2 separate regions of the Zea mays genome follow, and region 1 is linked to region 2. A link is a contact called in public Hi-C data. All regions are on one chromosome and are shown on one strand. The core of a region is the stretch at or near the end of the contact, and the rest is flanking DNA. Distances in the headings are between cores, read along the strand shown.

Region 1 (3,906 bases), core at 842-3,341, 170 kb after region 2:
TCTATACCTAATTTGGAAATTGGAAAATGCATAATCATATTTCAGATCAAAACAACATCTATTAGCATATTGTTCAATAATGTTTATGATCTACATCAGAATTTCAGAGAAAGATTCCTCCGACATGAGGAGAGGAGAATACATGAAAAGCCTTTACCTTCCAAATAGACTTGCAACAGCTTCACAGTCATGTTGATTGTAAAACCAAATTCCATTTACTTCTTGTGAAGCATTCCGGTACAACAAATATGGAGGTTGAAGTTCGTATTCAAAATCACTTAAGAGATCCTCCACCAGATTATCTGTTGAGAACAACACGCCTCATCATGAAGGATTTACCATATGAATCATCATCTGGCTTCGTGCATATAAACTTAAAGGTACTAAAGTTCTATCAGTTTATTTCACATGCCTTGGAAACTAGAACTGTGCTCCCAGTCCAAGTCATAATGTAGTTTAACTGCCTACAGGTCCACCCATCATATTCCCCAAGTGGGTTCCTAAGAAAAAGCCGGGGTTTTGGTAGAGTTAACCTAAATTCTTTACACAACTATCTTTAAAAAAGAAATTGACTTCTTTTATATAGTATTATACCAAATAAACCTCAGATGAACCTACTGATCCAACGCATGGCAATACTCAGATTCTATCATTCTAGTTGTATTTTAAAAAAAACTCGACCTGTGGATAATACAACCCCCCGGCATTGTATTAAGACGAGGACGCAGGTCAAGAAAACCCCCAAGAACCCCTACCCCACCTAAAAACAGCGGCACCATAGCCCATGTGAGAATGACCGTGACTAGAGCCAGGCCTTGGACCTGTGCTTTGTCGTGGGATAGACAACGAGATTTTCTCAACCCCAACCTGAAATTCGCTCCCATGGTGAATAGAACTCAGGACATGGTGAGTGCTACTTAGACCACCTAACCAACTCAACTGAAGGCCCTTTCACAGTGCTCTATATTTAGTTGTCGACATTTTTGTTATGACCCAAGACATGATAGTTTGTAGTACAAAAAACATTGGTTGGCTGGTCATTCAAAGAGTTAAATAATGAGGACGAATAGGGCAAGTCTCATGCAGAGATATATGCTCTCTAAAAATCAAAAGCCCAAATGCCATTAGGCCGTCCACATAAAACAACCAAGGGAGAGCAGGACATGATCATGGGTAGAAACAAATGAATGAACAACATCAGTACTTCTGAAAATATATCAATGTTCCTACATTAGATGAAGCCAACAGAGAGCAGTATGCGGTTACCCTTACCCAGGCTACAGTGATCCACTATAAATGGAGATAGATAGACTTGACAAAATGAGGGAGGGGGCACATGTGTAGCTAAATTTCTCTACGACCTAGGCGTTGGAGTGCACTGGTTAAACTTCAGATATCACAAGGTGATCTCCATTTAATAAGAACCGAAATGAATGGTTTTTATATCATAATTGATGCCGTTGGTTGATACAGCTTCTAGTCAGCCAAGGGTCATCATAAAACCAATTCAACCACCCGAGACGCAAACCAGAAAGTCCAACCAAAGATAGTGCGTACCAGTGTTGCGCCTGTTCATGACAATGAACTGGAATCTGGGCTGCGAGTTCCTGGACCAATCGAGCAGAATCAGGACAGAGCCAGACCGCATACGAGCGCAAGCAAAACCCCCAACCCAAACCCTCACCTCTTGACGACGAACAGCGACCCCTCGACGTCCTTCCGGCTCTGCGCGGAACAAGCCAACAACCAGATAATCCGCCGTGAGATCATGCCGGATGGGATCAGGGTCTAGTAAATGGAGCGCGCGTGGGGGGGATCGGTGGCTCACCCACTGGTTGAGATCGATGTTGAAGTCGTATAGCGTGACGTGTGCGGCGGTGATGAGGATGTCCTCGACGGCTGGGTCCAGGCGCTGGAGCACCGTGAGGTTGAGCAGACGAGTGGCCGCCGCATCCATCGCCAGGTTCGGGGTCACCTTGCCCCCGTTCAACTGCGGCGGCGGCGGCATCGGGGGCACTGGATCTGAGCGGAGCCGCAGCAGCGAGCAGCAATCGTGGAGTTGGGTGGGGAGTGGGGACTGGCGAGGGGAGGATGTATCCGGAACAATCACATCACGTCCGAGTCGGACGCGGTGGAGGACAGGGATGGCTGGCTACGTGGGCCAGCCCACGGTAAAGGTGTTTGCGCGCAGGTATGTAGGCCTGTTGAGGCCCACGTGCACATTAGTGGGCCGTCATCATAATTGACAGTCCGCGCAGCTGTATGCCATGACCCACTACAATGGATCTAAAGTTATAAACACACTGTATGGCTCCAAATCCTTATGTAGAACAACTTTAAGTGGAGCTAAACGAAAATTATTTTTTAAAAAGATTTGGTAAAAAAATCTAACTACAGTTTTTATAATAATATGTGTGATTTACGGAAAAAAACAAACTTTGACTTCTCTTATGGGACTTTTTTGAGTGGCGCTAAAGTTTTTGAAAAACATTAGACAAAAATATCTTTATAGTAATTTGTGCTGAGTTTGTGAGAACAATAGAAAATCATGTTTTTTCTGTTATGACTTTGTCATGTTGTTGTATGGTAAAGGAGGAGAATTTAAGAGGAACCACTGCGGAAGGGAGAAAAGTAGGGATAGAATTTTGTTAACGTGGCTATATGGTGGGATATATGAAGAAAATTGAGGGGAAAGTGTTGTAATAAGTCTAAAAAAGCTCTATATCTTACAAACAAGATTATAGGAGTGTCTCGGCTAAGTAGACGAATAAGTAGACAACTATTTAAGGAGTAAGTTAGAATTTCAATATAAGAACTCTCTATAACCTAGTCACCTAGATTTGATAATAATCCATCTTATAATCGGTACCAAACAGTGGGCTTAACATACGTGCAACATTTAAAAAAAAATTCAATTCAAAAGGTCAAAAGGTTAATATATGAAATGATCTTAAATCATTATCTATATTGATTTTGATGTTTAATAACTATCACAATCATACAGACTGACTTAAGTTTTTGATTCACATGTTAATAAGATCAAATTCATAGCTTCTAAGTTAGAAACAGCTTAAAACCAACCAAAAAGGGATAAATCTTGGAATAGATGATCTAACAATAGTTCTATAGTTTGGATAAGTTCTAAATACCCCTAGAAAGCTAATTGACTCATGTAAAGAGGCTCGATAGCTCAGTTTAAACGCGCTTGTAAGTTCATCGTCTTGGAAAATCTCAGCAACCCCTACTTCCTGCTCGATTTGACTTTCAACATAACCAGCTTCACCAGGAGCATATAGTTGTTCACGAGGATTAACTTTGTACACTACTCTCCAATCAACCAAACTCTTCTTCTTAGATGGATATGTCATATAATACACCTACTCGCATTGGTGGGCAAGGATTATAGTGTCGTGGCCTTGTAATCGATCATTGTGTTTTACTTCCGCCATCCAAACTTGTACTCGAGTATATCATTAATGACGGGGTTCTCGGAATCAACCGGTAAAAGCTCATGGCATATATCTCAAGCATCTCTTCCATCCTATCATAGTCCACCTCTTCATGTGACTGAACTTTCGATACAATACGAGGAGGTGGGTCCTCGCCATGGTGCACACACACCTTATAACCAGGCATATAACCATTCTTACAAGATCTATCGACATAGTCCTCCTGTCAAGAAAATAAATGTTCTGACGCTTACTACAAGGACACCTTACATCGGTTCCAGTCTCTGGCCGAGCAAAAACATGGTCGAGAAACGCGTTAGTCTTGGCAACCCACTCACTTGATATAGCACTCTTTGCTTTCAACCTTCATACATCCATCGACGATCCTCCTCTATACTAGATATGAGACGTTAACTTGATTAGTTAAGTAAATCACACCCCTACATCTAGGAAAGGA
Region 2 (3,995 bases), core at 451-2,950:
CTATGCGAACGGCTTCGAGAGGTTGAACGCGCCCCCATAGTCGGCGCGCTGCTTGCGCAGCGCCGTCTGGGACCATCCAGTCCCAAATAATGGATGGGGAAGGAGAGACGTGCGAGGAAGAAGCCAATGGCAGAGGGGCGCACGAGAAAGAAGGCAAGGAACTCAAATGCACAAGAAACTTGTGGTCCGAGCAATCGTGACGGAGGATAACAGTTTCTGCCTCGGCCACGACCACCTCGTGGCCGCCCGTCACCAGCGCGGGGTCTCGAGCATGACGATGCCCGCTTTGACCACCACTGTTGTGTTGCCAGCCATAGGCGGACGCTGGCCACATGGCTGCGGCCTGCGGCGACGGCCGGGGTCTTGCCACTGCGCGCTCGAAGGCCAACGATGTCAGTGCGGCTGCGCTTGGGGTAGCGAGCTGGGAAGGATGACCGACGGCGCCGGGAGCAGGGGTGCGGAGCAGCGCCCGGGCAGAGCTGCGCGTGCGCCATGGCAAGCTGCACACGTACGCGCAGGGGTATCGCCATTGATCGATCGTCGAACCAAGAAAGCAAGACACACGCCGTAGCAGAGCCCAGAGAAAACGAATGAGAAGAAGCTAGCGGTGCGCGAGATCGCCATGGATCGTCGCGTCCGCAGTCCGAATGTCCGATACATATTTCAATGAACGATACATATTTCAATCTCTGACGCTTGCTTTTCGGCTTTTCAGCAGCCGAAACAGTTACTACAACTGATAGGTAGTCCTGATCAACTAACGACACCGGACTTGTCTTTTTATTATTGACGACGACAAGACGACCACTGGCAGTTGGAACACGGGAAGGAAAAGGACGACGATTTCACCAGCGCCAAACATTCTTTGCGGCCTGCCAACAATTATAATTAATTGATTAATTAATCATATGCGCGCGGAAGCAGATTGTTATTAATTGTAAGAAAAAAAACAATAGTTAAGGGAAGAACAGGTAGTAGTAGTAGCCTAGTAGGCTCACACGTACGTCTTTTCGTTCCATGGGGATGTAGAAGGCATGGATCTCAAGGCCAATTCTGGCCATGCCATCGACCACACACAGCTCTTCTTTGTAGATGACGCCTCGAGCCATCGTCAGCTTTCCTGTACCCCCGACGATGGACCACTCTCCCTTGTAGACGTTAGGCCCCATCACCTGAAGTGTCGACCCTTCCAGTCTGTACCAAACAAAAGAAAAGAAAAAACAATGCATGCTAGCTCTCCTCCAATTTCAAGCAACACAAGTTAATTTGCATTGACGACGACGACGTACGTACCCGCTTCCTTGCTGGAAGATGATGTCGAACGAAGCGTGCCAGCTTTCGTCTGAGACCTCTCCTCTGCTGGACTGGACATGCAGGCCCTTGGCATGCGCAACGATTTTCCCGTTCTGACGGGGGTCTTCTAGATCCCAATCGTTAGCGATCAAGTTTCCCAGCTTACTACGGCCTCCGGGAGCTGCGACTGCTACTTGGTTTGCTTTGCTGGTGCCACACCAGTGTTGTACAAGGGTTAGCTGGTAGTGGAGCTCATGGAGCTCCAGCTTGTAGTGATCAAGGCGCCCGGAATCGTGTGGCGCCATGGCTATTACCTTGCTGCTGGGAATGGGAGTGGGAGGGAGAGGTAGTGCTCTCCTTTTTTTTCTTTCTCTTAGAGCAAGCTGATGGAATGGAATACTCTAACCCGTGTGAGATCGACCTGGAATAGTGCAGTGTATTTATAGGCCCAACAATACTGCAGCTCAGTCTACCAGTTGTAGTTACTCCCTGACGTTCTAGCTGTTTGTTTTGGAGGGGAATCACAAAAAAAAACTGACGTTTCATATTTTTGAAGGATTTTGTGACCATGCTGCCCCTAATTACTCATGCACTTTCCTTGCATGCATACTCCCGAAGCGCATTTATAGCAGATAGTATTCCAGTTTAGGAGTACAGTACTACTACTACCTTCCTCGGCAGCTCCTAGCTAGCACTCTTCAGATTTGGGATGGATTTGGATGTCTAGAGATCCGAATTATTCGTATTCATATTTAGATAAAGTATATTAATATGGATATCCGTATTCATATTCGATATTAGTATGGATGTTAAATAAACATATCCGAATTCGGTTTTTATCTATCAGGTTTAAGATTCATATTCGACAGCATTCGATAAAACCGTAAAATATTCGATACTATTCGTATTCAAAAGGAAAAAAATATTCGATAAAATCAGTTTAAACTTACCTTTAATACCATTACGAAGCACAAATTAATTAATTTTGTTATACTGAAAACCGTCCAACTTCCCATTTGCTGGATCGCCGGAGAAATAGTGTCGGTGGAGAGGGAGCGGCGGTGAGGAGAACAGATCTGACGAGTTAGTTCGATGATGGAGTCCGAGACGAAGGATGGGCCGGCGAATCAAACGTTCGCCGAATACTTTTGTTCCGGACCTTAAACCCTAACAATCCCCCGTCGTTTTCATGTGAGCAAGTACATGTAAAATAGCACATATTGCTTCTGTCCATGCCAAACTGTCGTCTGACCTTCGCTTGAAATCCGTCATGACTCGAGACACGGGCGACCATTGTCATCGTTTTCTTCTGGAACATGCGGCCGCTGGCGTCGCCGCTGGCGTCCTCGAGAAGCCGCTCGTGCGGGGTGAACACAGACCCCCTCCATTTGTCGTGAGAGAGACGGTCCACTAACACGGAGCCCAGTAGAGGGCTGCGCTGGGGGACGAAGGGGTAGCATGTAGTCCCTAAGAGCAAATCCAAAAGAACTTGTAAACTAACCTCAAAACATATATTAGTAAAGAATAGTTGTTTTTCTTACTCCAACAGCTCCCTCGTTCTTCCCAAAAAATTCGCGTCCTACATCCACAACCTCCTCTCCCTCACATTTTGGCATGTTTTATCCCTCCTCAATCCATTCATCAACGTATTGGATCATCCAGATTCTACCGACGACTATATAAATTGCGCCACATGTTATATTTAGAGGAACTGTTGAAGTACCCATCATAATTCACTTGTAAAACTTTTTAGCCTACTCTAAATAATCAGTTTTGGAAGTTGCTCTAAACTTTTTAGCCGGAGAGATGTGGTCGGCTACCAAGGGGCGCAGTATAGGGCTGCGCTGCGGGACAAAGAGGTGGTCTCTAGCCGCTAAACGATCAGGGGAGAGGAGGGCTAGGGTAGTGCGACGCTGCGGACAGTCTAAAAGCTAGCTGGTGTCGCCTCGGTATCTGAGGCCGCTTTCATTCCCGCGGCCCTTGGTAGCTGCTTGCCCGCATGAAGGCATCCTGTCACGCGCACACAGCAGGCAGCCATCCGTTGCTGCAACTTGCGTCCAAGCAGTCAAGCAGATTTGAAGCCGGGAAGCTGGTGTCGCCTCGGTGTCTGAGGCCGCTTTCAATCCCCCGCCCAATGGCTGCTTGCCCGCATGAAGGCATCCTGTCACGCGCACACAGCAGCCAACCAGCTGTTGCTGCACCTGCACCTTGCGTCCAAGCAGATTTGAAGCCGTGAAAGCTTTTGGGGACGACGAGAGCTGGACGATCGGCAGAGCTAGGCAAAAGATGATTGCCCTTGGTAATCCCAGAATTATGGCTCCTTTACAACGAACGCAGGAAATTCACGGAAATGGTTTAAAAAATTTATAGCAATTAGTTTAAGAACACCGGAAAAACGTAAGATTCAGTAAATAATCCTTTGATCTTAAAAAGGCCTTAAACTATCATCTCTGAATTCCCATCCGCTTCCGCTGTTGCACCATGAATAGTGACCGGTAAGAATGCAAGCTCTTTATTCACTGCAACGTTTGGTACTTAGGAATAGTTTGAGAACTTTATTTTTCAAAAAAATTCTACTTTCCTAAAAAACAAACTAATTTACCTGAGAAAATAGAAATCCTTCGAAAAAACGAGGTTTCCAACAAGCCCTTGCTGAGTTCATTTCAAGCTTTGATTCTGAAGCCGCGAAGCTCGTTGTCGGA

What was found. Hi-C and Micro-C count contacts between places; a contact is called where the count stands out from the background.
Region 1: a contact with region 2 is called in a Hi-C map of tassel, with 5 times the contacts expected there. The contact joins the promoter of LOC100191586 here to the promoter of LOC103654354 in region 2. A contact is called at or near these places in 5 of 25 Hi-C or Micro-C datasets (bundle sheath, ear, leaf and 1 more).

What each region holds. Positions count from the first base shown.
Region 1 is chr4:195,122,479-195,126,384 of Zm-B73-REFERENCE-NAM-5.0, forward strand. LOC100191586 reads right to left here and starts at 2,092. Exons shown (of 8, transcript NM_001365504.1): 1 at 1,829-2,092; 2 at 1,685-1,725; 3 at 1,558-1,607; 4 at 158-302. The coding sequence starts at 2,008.
Region 2 is chr4:194,957,579-194,961,573 of Zm-B73-REFERENCE-NAM-5.0, forward strand. LOC103654354 reads right to left here and starts at 1,701. Exons shown (of 3, transcript XM_008681197.4): 1 at 1,294-1,701; 2 at 1,005-1,194; 3 at 592-872. The coding sequence starts at 1,598. The coding sequence ends at 846.